Linked DNA regions of Cricetulus griseus: region 1 is linked to region 2. The links are chromatin contacts, called in public Hi-C maps. All regions are on one chromosome and are shown on one strand. The core of a region is the stretch at or near the end of the contact, and the rest is flanking DNA. Distances in the headings are between cores, read along the strand shown. Region 1 overlaps Cubn (cubilin). Region 2 holds the start of Vim (vimentin).

Evidence for each region. Hi-C and Micro-C count contacts between places; a contact is called where the count stands out from the background.
Region 1: a Hi-C map of the CHO-K1 cell line shows a contact between it and region 2, with 6 times the contacts expected there. The contact joins the enhancer-like site here to the promoter of Vim in region 2. A contact is called at or near these places in 3 of 8 Hi-C or Micro-C datasets (the CHO-K1 cell line and fibroblasts).

What each region holds. Positions count from the first base shown.
Region 1 is chr3:219,128,677-219,131,966 of CriGri-PICRH-1.0, forward strand. The region is part of intron 27 of Cubn (cubilin); the gene reads left to right. Among named protein-coding and RNA genes, the nearest start is that of Cubn, 69 kb to the left of the region's middle. Within about 2 kb of position 1,580, at least 3 of the 6 cell types and tissues checked have open chromatin away from gene starts, as enhancers often do. A contact at or near this core is called in the CHO-K1 cell line, where this site is marked.
Region 2 is chr3:218,983,064-218,986,599 of CriGri-PICRH-1.0, forward strand. Vim (vimentin) reads right to left here and starts at 1,519. Exons shown (of 9, transcript XM_027405246.2): 1 at 810-1,519; 2 at 218-278. The coding sequence starts at 1,372.

The DNA of each region.
Region 1 (3,290 bases), core at 330-2,829, 150 kb after region 2:
ATTGGAAATAGTTCTTTCTCGTGCTGTTGAAGAGCACATTACCAGAGTCAAATCTGTTTGAGCAGGCATAATTAAATCAGTTGAAACTGCTGATTGCTGTGTGGTGCTGAGAACAAAGCAGTTTTCTTCAAATATTCCTTTGCCAGAAGTGACACATAGGCATTGGGCTCTATACTGTCCTGCTCGGTCCTTTTCCATGCTGCTCAGTGGAGCATGCTCATTCAGAAAGAAGATTCTAGAGCCAGTGAACCTGGATTTAAACCTAAGCTTGGGGAACCTTGGGTAAGTTGTTCAGATTCTATGTGCCTCAATTTCTTCGGTAAAATGGAGCAATCAGAGTAAATGAGCTAAGAAGCATGGAGAATGAGAACAGAGCCCAGCACCCAACAAACAAATGCTGCCTGTTGTTACTGGCACTAATGGAAGCGATGCTCCTGAACCACAGGCATTAACAGAGCATCCATCCTGCAGGCGGAGGGAATTAACCACCCCTCTTCAGGTTTCGTCCCTTTCCTCTTGCCTTCTGTCTGCAGCCAGCTTCTTTGTGATGGCACTTTTCACAAAGGATACATAGATGACAACACTCTATTCTAACCCATGTATCTAACTGAAGCTCTGAGAAAAAACAATGAAGAAAGGAGATTTCATTAACACACTAGAAGATTTGGAAACTGTCATTACAGCTCAAAAAACCATATTGTTCTTTGTAATCCCTTAACAGAGAATGAGGACTTTTGTTACAACCTAACAATTTTTGTAGAAAGAAAATTTTGGTGAAGAAAACAATAACATTTTTCCTTGACTAGTTGATGACTTTCATGATTCTGAATTATTACACCTGCACAACTCCATGGTAGAGACAGCAATACTGTCTTCATTCCAGAGCTGCTAGGCATTTTAACCTAGACTAATGCCCGGCAGAGAACACATGCCCATAAACAGTGTATTGTTATGCTAGCATGAACAGAATCTCACAAAGTATCGTTTGCCCTCTGGAGCCTTTTATACTAAGTAAAGAGCTACAGCTGAGACCTGAGGAGTTGTTTCAGTTACTAAAGTGATTGTCATACAAGCATGAGGACCTGAGTTCAGATTCCTCTATAGAAACCTGGATGTGACATCACACCTCACATCTCTGTAATCCCAGCCCTGGGGGATCCGGGTGAGGAAACAGGAGGGTCCCTGGGTCTGGTCAGCCAACCCAGTTAAATTGGGAAGAAACTTTGTTTCAAAATATAGAGAACAATTGAAGCACCCAGTGTTGATCTCTGGCCTCCACACAGCAACACACATGTGGACTGAGACCCACATTCTCATGAAAAGGTCCTCCACATACATACTTACACACCCAGGCCACAGAGTTGAACACAGGAGTGTCCCCATGTGTGGAGACCAGGGCTCCCTCCCTCTGCCTTTCCACTTTCTTACAAAGGCCACAGGGCTCCTCTGTGTGAATCTGAGCAGCCTGGTAATTAAAATCTCACTTCCTGGTTGGAGCAAAGCAGAGTAGCAAAGGAGACTCTGTGTGAGCAGCAATGGGGCTGCCTCTCTTTGATCTGCAGGGCTCCTCCTTGCTCACTTCCTGAGTAGATGAGTCACATTTCCTAGAATTGTCCTTTAGAGGAAGTCCACTTCTAGGACTTCAGCATTCTGCTTATGGCTCAGAGAAGTGAGTAGGCCACCTGCCACTCACAAGCAAGTGTAAGCAGCAGCTGTATGCCAGTCCTTCAGTTTTCTTCTTGTCACCAGCTGTGAGATGCCAGCCCTCTGCTAGGATCATCTACTTTCAGAACTTTTGAGAAGTATAGCAACGAGGCTTTGCTCTCTTACATCATAAAGCAATCCAAGACGTGTCTTACACAAAATGTTGACCCAAAATTCCCTGGGTAAAATGTGATTTAAAAAAAAATTAAAAATTTAAGATATCTTTATTTTAATGTGATCCAAATTGTTTTTTGGGGGTAGGGAATGGTGTCTGATGGCATATACCTATAACCCCAGCACTCCAGAGGCAGGAGGATTGGTTTAAAGTCAGAATGCTGCATAAAACTTGTGTCTTTAGGGAAAGGAGGAAAGCTGCTCTTTTCTGATCATCCTCATGATGAAAAACTTTCAAGCGATTAATGCAGAGGCACCAGCCCTCAAAAGACAGCCTGCCCTTGGGTTAAAAGAGCTATGGTTTCTGCTCTCCATATCATCTCAGATTTGAAGCAAGACTATAGATGACTAAGGACTAAACCTATCAATTTCCTGAACTACCTTTGAGCCACTTAAAAATCTTCTTATGTGCTCACAGCTTGAAATTATTTCCTACAACAGTTCCCTCGTGGTATGTCCCCGCCTCTTTTTTTATTTTTCCACACTCAGGCCAAAGGCAGAAAAGCAGAGAAGCCTGCTCTCAGGCTTGCAGGCACACTGCATGAGTGGGGAGGTGCTGGTCACAAGGCTGAATTTCAAATATTATGAATCCCAGTTGTGGATTTGGGTTTACTTTTTAAAATGAGGGAGATTTCCAATTACAGCATTATAGGTGTTATAATACATATATACAACATACATTAGCTTTTTTGGTTGGCATGTAGAATAATCACTACATTTTCATAACCATTTTAGCTTATCTTGCAGGACCCCCTCCATAGTGCCCCTCTGCTTTCTTTTCTCATGTTAAGAACCTGTAAGGACATTTTACTTTCAGTTCTTATTTAACAGCTTTCCTCTTTCTCCTGTGGCAACTTGGGGAAAGAGGCAGGTGCAAGCACTTTAAGTCTCTAAGGCTCAAGGCTCTATGATTTCACGTTTTTTCTATCAACTAGACTTTTCTCTGTCCCAGAGTTCATCTGCAGCAGATGCAGAGATTTTTAGAAGACACAATAATATATTTTTAGAGCGCTTAGTGTTTCACTATGGCAAGATACTTGGCAGGAGGAAGGCTGCAGCTTATGGAATTAACCATTTATATATTCACAGGAGAGTATTCTTGGCTTTCAAAGCCTTTCCCTTCTCCCTGGGGAGGGAATTGAGCACGCATTGCTTCATCAGTTGCTATAAAAAACAATATTTATTGAAACTGTTTAGCCCCTGGACTACTAATTTTTAATGAATTATAATAATTAATAATAAAAAAGTTTGTTACCATGAAAAAGGAAATAATCAGGACAAAAATGGTTTTGAGATAATGCTGGAACAGACAGCTTTCCATAACAACTTTTTAGGACAGCAATGCTGATGTTTGATCCTGAGTGCAGAAACTTTGAGATATGAAAATAGCAGAATATTTTTAGTGGGCCAGC
Region 2 (3,536 bases), core at 269-2,768:
GAAAAATCTGAATGTCCCCTCCCCGGGGGAAAAAAAAAAAACATAGAAAAACTTCATGTTGCAAGGATTGACCTAAACAGTGGAGTTTTTCAATATGTGGACTTTCTGCCACCAGGGGCTTTACAGGCAGACTTGAAGTTTTGCACCTTTAAATCCTGGGTGAAGTAACTTTTAGAACTGCGAGTGGTTTGGGTGGGTGGGGCTGTTGGCTACAAACCTGTCTGAAGGACTGCAGGGTGCTCTCGGCTTCCTCTCTCTGGAGCATCTCCTCCTGCAATCTGAAGCAGTAGTACATTAAGCAGAGTGGAACTGGGAAACCACCAGGGGCGGGGCGGCCACACCCAACCACATCGCAGCCAAGCCAGGAGGCCAGAGCTGCTGTGACACCTCCACCCACACCAGCGACAACAGCTTTGTCGAGCTCCCTGCCCTCAGCAGGTGTTAGCTGGAGTTGGGGCACAGCCTAAAAAGACAATCACTGCCCTTCCCTAGACCTGCACAAGGAACCTCAGTCCCAGCATCCCAGCCGCCTCTGCCGTCTCTTTGTCTCAGATCCTTCACACTCATCCTCTCTTCCTGCCACCAGAAGGGGCTAGAAAACTTTTTTAAAAGTTCAGGTGAAAAGCTCGAGTGGAGCCAGAAGGGAAATGTTCACTGCAAAGTTTAGGTTCAGGGTGGGGCCGCTTCCTCTGCTATCCTCCAGACAACCACCACCCCGGCCACATCCCCAAGGGCGTGGCAGCCCTCGAGCAGGGCCCAGGACTCTTCTCCCTCCCAGAGCCCCACCACTCGCGTGGATCATGCCTTACTTCTCTCGCAGCCGCATGATGTCCTCTGCCAGATTGTCACGCTCCACCTCGACGCGTGCCTTGTCATTGGTGAGCTGATCCACCTGCCGGCGCAGCTCCCGCATCTCCTCCTCATAGAGGTCGCCCAGGCGCGACTTGCCCTGGCCCTTGAGCTGCTCGAGCTCGGCTAGCAGGATTTTGTTCTGCTGCTCCAGAAAGCGCACCTTGTCGATGTAGTTGGCGAAGCGGTCATTCAGCTCCTGCAGTTCTACCTTTTCGTTGGTGCGGGTGTTCTTGAACTCGGTGTTAATGGCGTCCGCCAGCGAGAAGTCCACCGAATCCTGCAGCAGCCGCACGCCCGGCATGCTGCTCCGCAGGCGCACCGCAGAGGATCGGGTCACATAGGCGCCACCAGGGGATGAGGAATAGAGGCTGCGACTGGTGCTGGGGCGCAGCGCGCTGCCCAGGCTGTAGGTGCGGGTGGACGTGGTCACATAGCTCCGATTGGAGCTCGGCCGGCTCGAGGTGCCGGGACCACCGAACATCCTGCGGTAAGAGGACGAGGACACGGACCTGGTGGACATGGTTTCGAGGGCGAAGGTGGGCTAGGCTGCTGCAGCTGCAAGGACTGGCTCCGATAGGAGAGCGAGGGCACGGTGCAGGCGAACCGTGGGAGCGCTGCTGTCTCTGGGGTCCCCGAGCAAGAGTGGCAGAGGACCGGACCCCGCCAAGGGCGCTGCTTTTATAACACTGTTGGGAAAGAGGGTCCCCTCCCACTGTCATCCTAGCCGCGGGGCGCGCCAACCAATGGGCACCCAGAGAGAAGTGAGGAAGGCGGGAGGGGGAGGAGGGGAGGGGGGCTCCCTGGAGCCTTCTTCCAGGGCCGTCGGTGATCCGACACAGTCCCCTTACTTCTTAGACAGGGCTAGGACTTTCAGGGGCTTTCTGGATGATCACACAAATTCTCTGCTCACGCCTGGGTTCTAAGAAAGGAGGGAGGGATCGAGGGATGGATGTGTGGGGGAAGGGGAACTCCGGAAAGTTGAGCGAAGTGGTCCCTGGCACTGTGCCAAAGGGGCGTGGGACAAGGCGCGCCGGTGGGAGGGGCGCGGTCTCGGCGCTGCGGTCTTCTGGGACTGGGTGGGTGGGAAGACCTGTGAACAGAGGAGCAGGAAGAGCCAGCAAAAGCGGTCCTGCAGATCGGAAGGCGGGGAGAGAAACAAAGAGGGCCTGAGATTGGGGTGTGGGGCGGAGAAGCACTTAGCCTAGGATACCAGGTTCAGGGCCGGGCTCTTGGACACTTTGTAGAGGGCATGTTTTGGGTGGTCGTATCCTGGGATCTAACGGACTCAATCCAACTCCAGAGGGCCAGGATCCAAGGCCTCTGGAGTAAAGCCCAGGGGACCAGGGTGGGGTCGCTGAGTCAGTGGTGATGACTCACCCAGCCCTGAGGGTGAGATCGTCTAGCGGTTCAGGGAAAACCGTTAGTTGAGATTGACTCCAGACTCTGAGAACTCCAAGCTCATTGTCCCAAGTTTTTAACCAACTCTGAGCACGGCCACTCTTTTGATTGTTTTATGGAGACACCAGTGTGGTGAGTTCTCCTTAGGAAAAAGCCTCTGGGACACAGAAAACATCCCACCCCTCCCAGACCGCAAACATACTCAGAAAGGCTTTTCTTGCAAAGTTCCCTCCCGCGTTTCCCTCCCTTCTCTTCTTCCTGCATGAAACCACACCCTAAGTTCTGGGTGAAAGAGGAAACTACACTGGTAGTTTCAAAAACAAGCTCAATGATCACGGCCTTTTCTGAAAGTGGAATTCATTAAAAGATAACCCGAGCCAGACAAGAATTCATTAGGTATTGGGAAAAAAAGTCCAATTGTCCAATTTGATGAATGAGTTCAAATGAAAGGCAATTACGTAACTTAAGAGATACACTGAAGAAACAGATTTGTGTTGATTTTAGGGCACTGATGCAGGGGACAAGATTCTAGTGACTGGTCTGGACAATGTCACAGCTCCTTTCCCCCACCCCGCAAGAACTCGTGAAATATAACTTGAAATGGAGATGCAACTGTCCACAGAACAAAAGATTCAGACAGTGTTTAGATCCAGCGACTGCCACCTTTCAAAGGGAAAGCAACCGCTCAACCCAAGGCTATTGTTCCACTGTTAGCAACTAGGAAGGACTAAGGGATCTCCATTCTCCCAGGGAGATGGAGCTTCCAGGAAAGGGAAGACAGGCCCCTTGAGATTAAGAAGAAAAAAAATCAATCACAGTTGCTTTGGGGAGTACTTTGAAGGGGTATTTATGAAGTACCGAAAGAATTAATTACAAAAGAACTGGGAAACGGGTCCAACTGTGAACAGACAAGGAACAAGAGCTTGTGTTGTATTTTTGCTTTTGTTTTTCTTTGGGGCAGAGAGTATCCCCAGCTTACCTGGCAATTAAGAGAAATGGCTTAGGAACACTTGAAGGGTTTATGTTAGCATCTCTGTACAGGCCTCTTTGAAGCAGTGGTGTGTTTACCTCATCTCAGTTCTGGGCAATGTTGCTGCCAAGGTTGAGGCTGCAGGACCCTCTGTGGCCTAGCTCTCCTGCTGTGGCTTCCTTTATTCTCTCTTTCAATGAGAGGCTGTGGGTCCTTCCCAGAGAGCATTCCTGGGGTTAGCCTGTGCCTCACGTTACCCATCCTGTGTACTGAGAGCCTTTTATTCTAGCAAATGTCACCATTGTGAGTTTGCTTG